Regions from separate parts of the Pan troglodytes genome. Here region 2 is linked to region 1. Evidence: chromatin contacts called from public Hi-C data. All regions are on one chromosome and are shown on one strand. Each heading gives the region's core, a stretch centred on a gene start, on an enhancer-like site or on the middle of the called end of the contact. The rest is flanking DNA. Distances are from core to core; before and after follow the strand shown.

What was found. A called contact is a pair of places that touch in the nucleus more often than the background predicts.
Region 2: a contact with region 1 is called in a Hi-C map of stem cell-derived neural progenitor cells, with 4 times the contacts expected there. The contact joins the enhancer-like site here to the promoter of CAV1 in region 1. A contact is called at or near these places in 2 of 7 Hi-C or Micro-C datasets (blood and stem cell-derived neural progenitor cells).

Annotation. Positions count from the first base shown.
Region 1 is chr6:131,907,538-131,910,506 of NHGRI_mPanTro3-v2.0_pri, forward strand. CAV1 (caveolin 1) reads left to right here and starts at 1,552. Exons shown (of 3, transcript NM_001135818.1): 1 at 1,552-1,858. The coding sequence starts at 1,829.
Region 2 is chr6:131,965,885-131,968,853 of NHGRI_mPanTro3-v2.0_pri, forward strand. All of the region lies in intron 2 of LOC104007375 (a long non-coding RNA gene), which reads right to left. Among named protein-coding and RNA genes, the nearest start is that of CAV1, 58 kb to the left of the region's middle. Within about 2 kb of position 1,462, at least 1 of the 24 cell types and tissues checked has an H3K27ac peak or open chromatin away from gene starts, as enhancers often do.

The DNA of each region.
Region 1 (2,969 bases), core at 302-2,801:
AAGACCCTAATTATTTGTTTATTCATAAATAAGCTTATTTTAAAGCACTCCAAATTTTTTAACTTTTATTTTAGGTTCAAGAGTACATGTGCAGGTTTGTTAAATTTTGTGTCACAGGGATTCGTTGTACAGATTATTTCATCACCCAGCTACAAAGCCTACTCCCCAATAGTTATTTTTCTGCTCCTCTCCCTCCCCGACGCTCCACCCCTCAAGTGGGCCCCAGTGCCTGTTTTTTCCCTATTTGTTTCCATGAGTTCTCATCATTTAGCTCCCACTAATGTGGTATTTGGGAAAATCCAACTTTTGAAAGATCTTTAGTCTGCTAATCATGAATGGCCAACATAATTACAGGCATGCCAACATTTGTAACATTGTGACACTTTCCCTGCCATTCTTAGTTAAAACTGATCTTTTGTTCCAAAAATTTTTGCTACCAACAATAGCCTGTGCTTTATAGTTCTTTTATACTTTTGTGTCTTCTCTCTAACTAAATAATCAACTCTTTCAGCATTCCATCCATTTCCCTTTCTCCTCCCTCTTACTCCCAACCCACATTCCCCTCTCTATTTTAATTTCAACCTGTGCCCCTTCAAGTGTACTCCAGCTTTTTTAAAAAATAATTTCAAGTGATACTTTGACTTTTGACTGCATATGGAAGCGTAAGTAACATGTCCTTTCATTTTTGGATAATGAGTTTCCTGATTAATTACAGCTCAAGAGTAAAATGACTGATTACTATTTAATTCATTTTGTGCTTCTTTACAATAAAGTAAAGACAGAAGCCCCAGATTCAGGAACAGATAAAATACTTTAATCGCTATCACATTTTTTTTAAGTCTAGTCAATTAGAAAAGTCAAGTCTTTCCTCACAGCCAAGCACATTAAAAAAAAAAATCTTCTCTGGTAATAAACTTGAAGCTTTAAATAATTCTACAATTATAAACATTTTGTGTATTTTGCAAATATGGCATAACCTGTTGGCATAAAATTCCATTGTTCCAGAAAATATCGGTAATAAAATTATAGAAAAGTTAAAGATCTTCATTTCTTATTTCGAAGCGTTTGGGAGACATTTCAGAAATGGATGGGAAATGTTAAATTCTGCATGCCTGCTTAAGTTTCCATCCACACCGACTAGATGTAAACGAGTGTCACCAAAAGTACACCACAGGCACCCACACAGATTCCTTCCATAAGGGATCCACAAAGTTTAGATGTGAAATGTACCTAAAGGTTCCTAGCCGTCTTTCATCCCTCCCTCTGTGAAACAGGGAGACAGATGTGTCTTAAGGCAGAGATGGAACTTGGGCGATGGGCGGGGGGTGGGGGAGGTGGGAAGGGACGGCTTAGGACAGGGCAGGATTGTGGATTGTTTCTGCCGCCTTGGTTGCCCATACTGGGCATCTCTGCAGGCGCGTCGGCTCCCTCCACCCCTGCTGAGATGATGCACTGCGAAAACATTCGCTCTCCCCGGGACGCCTCTCGGTGGTTCAGAGCAGGGAAAATGTTGCCTCAGGTTTAAAATAATCTGCCCAAGCACCCCAGCGCGGGAGAAACGTTCTCACTCGCTCTCTGCTCGCTGCGGGCGCTCCCCGCCCTCTGCTGCCAGAACCTTGGGGATGTGCCTAGACCCGGCGCAGCACACGTCCGGGCCAACCGCGAGCAGAACAAACCTTTGGCGGGCGGCCAGGAGGCTCCCTCCCAGCCACCGCCCCCCGCCAGCGCCTTTTTTCCCCCCATACAATACAAGATCTTCCTTCCTCAGTTCCCTTAAAGCACAGCCCAGGGAAACCTCCTCACAGCTTTCATCCAGCCACGGGCCAGCATGTCTGGGGGCAAATACGTAGACTCGGAGGTAGGCATCCGTGGGGGCGCGCCGGCTCGGGCGCGCGGGGAGTGTCCGCTTCTGCTATCTGCCTCTCCAAATATCCCGACTGCTGCCCTGGCCCCAGCCCTCTCTCCACTTCGGAGCACTCCTCTGGCGTTGGCACCGCCGAGGAATGGGCCTGGGCGGGGAGGTGAAGAGAAGCCAGGAATGTTTTATGTTTTCCTAATGGAGAGGGGGCCTAGGGAGCCCCTGAGCTAGGAGGACACGGAAAAGGGGATTGGGGTCCTGAGATTGGGTCTGTTGGGCCCAGGACGCGTTTTCTGGATGGGTCTAGGATGCTCCCTTGTCGCGGGACCCCCGCGGTCCAGCCCTGCCTGCTGGGGGTTCGAAGAGGTGGAGTGCAGGGTGGAGGTGTTATTTACCCGAGTCCTGGGGACAGTCCCCGGGACTCTCCGCCAGGCGCCCAGACCGGCAGGTCCCGCAGGCGGCGCGCGGTGTGTTTGCACTTTCCAAAGTTCTTGAACCATCTCAAGAACTCCTTCTGCATCTTGGCGTCTGGCAGGGGTGTTCCGAGAGAGGTAGACCTCCCCTCCCCAAACTGCCACCATCACTTCCAACGCCCTCCACGCGCTGGAGCTCTGCCCGGGTGTGGAAACCTCGTCTTCCAACACGCAGCTGCCCTTCAGCCACCCGCCCGCAGCCTGGGAGTGCCCTGAGGGTGGGTCGGGGGAGCTGCGCAGGTGAGACTGAGTTCTAGGACGTTTAGGGGGTCTGGTGCCTGGCTCCGCCAAAAATGGGGACTTTCGGGATTGTGATCATCACGGCGGATTGAGCAGGGAGAGCCGTGGAGGGACAAGAGAGGGCCGAGGCAGGGTGGGGGGCGCGGGCAGGTGCGAGGGGGACGCGGCCAAGAAGCAGCGATAAAGGGAACATTCCACGGGTCGGGCGGCTGCTGTTGGATCTTAGATAAAGCTGGAAGGGATTACCGGGGCAGGGGTAATAGGGGCCGGGGAACGCGAAACAGGTGAAGCGCTCAGGGCGAGAGCGGCTCGGCTTAGGGAGTCCGGGAGAAGCCTGGGGCTGCCCCCTCGCCGCCGAGGTCCTGCGGGTCCTGCGGGTCCTGCGTGCTGAGCCGGGG
Region 2 (2,969 bases), core at 212-2,711, 58 kb after region 1:
GGCACTAGAATCTGAGCAGAAATTGTGTGCTCCATTTCTGGACCTGGATGATAAAAATCTCATGTGTGATTCTACACTCTTCCTCTATATGTCAGCTGGATATCTAGACCAAGGGCATCCATGAAAACCCCATGTTGAAAGGACACAACATCTCTCAGCTTGGGTCCTCAAAAGGCTACACAGAGGCCGAGCATGGTGGCTCATGCCTATAATCCCAGCTACTCGGTAGGCTGAGGAATGAGGATCACTTAAACCCGGGAAGCATAGGCTGTTGTGAGCCAAGATCGTGCCACTGTACTCCAGCCTGGGGGACAGAGCAAGACGCTGTCTGAAAAAAAAAAAAAAGACTACACATAGGAAAGTACCATCCCCCACAGCCCACAGCCTACCCCACCCTCCAGCACTAATGGACTTTTCCATGCGTAAGAAATTTCCATTGTGTGAGCCACTAATATTTGAAGGTTTATCTGTTATAGCAGCTGGACTTACATTATCCAACACAGTCACCCACGACCAAAGCTAGGCTCCCAGCCAAGTGAGTGACCCCAGCTGTCTGTAGCTTTTTCCCCTCTCACAGTTGTGGAGGTCCCAGCTCTCCATACTGCCCAAGGAGACAGTTTGAAATACGTGGGTGAGTAGAGGGGTGGGAGACACAGGAGATGTTTCTCAAGGGAAAAGCTTTGACTCTTCCATGTTTTTTAATCAGGAATTTTCCATGGTCGCACAGTGAGTCAGAGGAAAAGCCATAATTTTCATCCTCCCTCTGCTGGGGCAGCTGTCTTCCTGCAGGATGGGGTCTAAGCTCCATTCCTAGGAAGGAGGGGGATCAGTAAGGAGAAGGGTCATCAACTCAGGATCCTACCTTCTCATGGAAACCACTGAGAAGACTAAGCACACCAGCCGCACACAAGTGAGGAGATTTTAAATCAGCTGGACAATCCTTTTTTGGTTTAAATATAGTATTGTTTCATCCCTCTCCCATGTGATTTTATCCCATCAATATTTTTAATGTCATTAGAACTGCCCATTCCCATCATTTAACCTGTAAACTACATTGCCCAACTCATTGGTACCAAGAAGCAAATTGCAAAGTTCCGCCATGTGGTGTCACAGGGCTAAGTGCAGCCACCCAAATGCATAGCGAATTTGTTAAAGACAGGAAAGAAAACAAGCCTAACTAGGCTTCTTGAGGCTCCCAATGCTGCTTGGTCACCACAATCAGTGAGTTTCCTCCAGAAAAGGGTTCATGCAGCTCCCGAGTCTAGCATGTCTTCAGGGAATTTAGGAATGTTTCTTTCATCAGCTCTACCCTGAGGGGAAAGATTCCTCAGAGCAATGTAAAAAGCACAGGGCAAAGAAAGAGGAGGAGGCTTGTAACATGTGGCAGCCCTTCTCTACAGAGAGTGGATGGGCCTGGGAGCCAGTGCATTGCTGGGACTATATTTAGTTCATCCAGTGACATCTTTACGCCTCAGTGCCATCTCTCACGATAGCAAGGGACTGTGAGACTGAACATTTTTCTCATTGTAACAGGGGTCTGACTCACTAGTTTAAAAAAAAATCTGAGAACGATGAGACCCAAGGGGAAAACAGAGTTCCAAAAAAAAAGAAAGAAAGAAAAAAAGAAAGAAGAAAGAAAGAAAGAAAAAGAAAGAAAGAAAGAAAGAAAGAAAGAAAGGAAGAAAGAAAGAAAAAAGAAAGAAAGAAAGAAAGAAAGAAAGAAAGAAAGAAAGAAAGAAAGAAAGAAAGAAAGAAAGAAAGAAAGAAAGAAAGAAAGGGTCAAGCATTCCTGTAGGCTGAATAAAAAGACAACAGTCCTGGAAACATTTTCTAGGAGGTCTCCAGTATTTTCTAGGAGGTCTCCAATGAGCAATTTTTTGCTAGCACAAAATTCTAAATTGTACCAAATACTAGTTCATAATTTCCATCAAGTTCTGAAAAACATAAGCCTATTTTTACAATGAGTTTTTGAAACTGAAACTGTAAGTGCTAACTGGAGACCAGCATGTGTCTCACTGCTGTTAGCCTTTGAGGAACTGACTCCAAATTGCAGGGTTGCCACTTTCAAGCCAACAGGTGGCCTCTTTGAGTTAGGTCTTGACTCCCAAAAGTTGATAGAGACATGTTGAATATTTTTCAACCAATTCTCTTCTAATTCTGTGAATAGCTTACTACAGAGTTTAACAAACTTTTTCTAGACCAGATAGCAAATATTTTTTAGGCTTTGCAGGTCATATGGTCTTTGTCACAATGAGTGAACGTTGCCATTTTGGCACTAAAGCAACCAGAGATAATAGGTGAATGAATGGGCATGGCTGTGTTCCAATAAAACTGTTTTATTGGGGGAAAAATAGGCAGTGGACTGAATTTAGCCTGTGACTGTGATTTGCTAACATTTCACTTACTACTGGCCAGTACTAGTGTTGCTGATACTGGCTCACAAATACCACCCAGGGCTTCACCCTGTCCTGTGACCAGAGCCACCTCCACCCCCATCCCAGCAAGCTGTCTCAAAAACCTTCTCCTGGCCCAAAAAGACCAAGAAAGAAAAAAATTAATCTATCCCTGTATTTCTATCAGTACCACAAGGATTATCAAAACAAACTCTAACTTTTTAGGAAACAAAGTGACTGGAAATCTGAAATTGATTGCATTTTCAAACTTCTTTTAAGTTTGACCCCAAAAGAAGAATGAAGTTTCTTGAAACTCCTGCATCCACTGACAGGAATTGGATTCTTACTCAATGTATCTGAAATTAGACCTTTGTAACACCTGGTTTTCTTGATGATAGATAGGCCATGTTCCAGGACTACTATACAATATTTGGTTTGCAGGAAGTACTCAAACCCAGGGTTGTGAGAAGAGTCTGTGGCACTAGGGGCCTGGTAGTTTCCATTATTTTGCCTAAAAATCAATGTTAATATCAATGTCTCAAAAATCAATGTCAATGTTGAGTTAACCACCCAAAG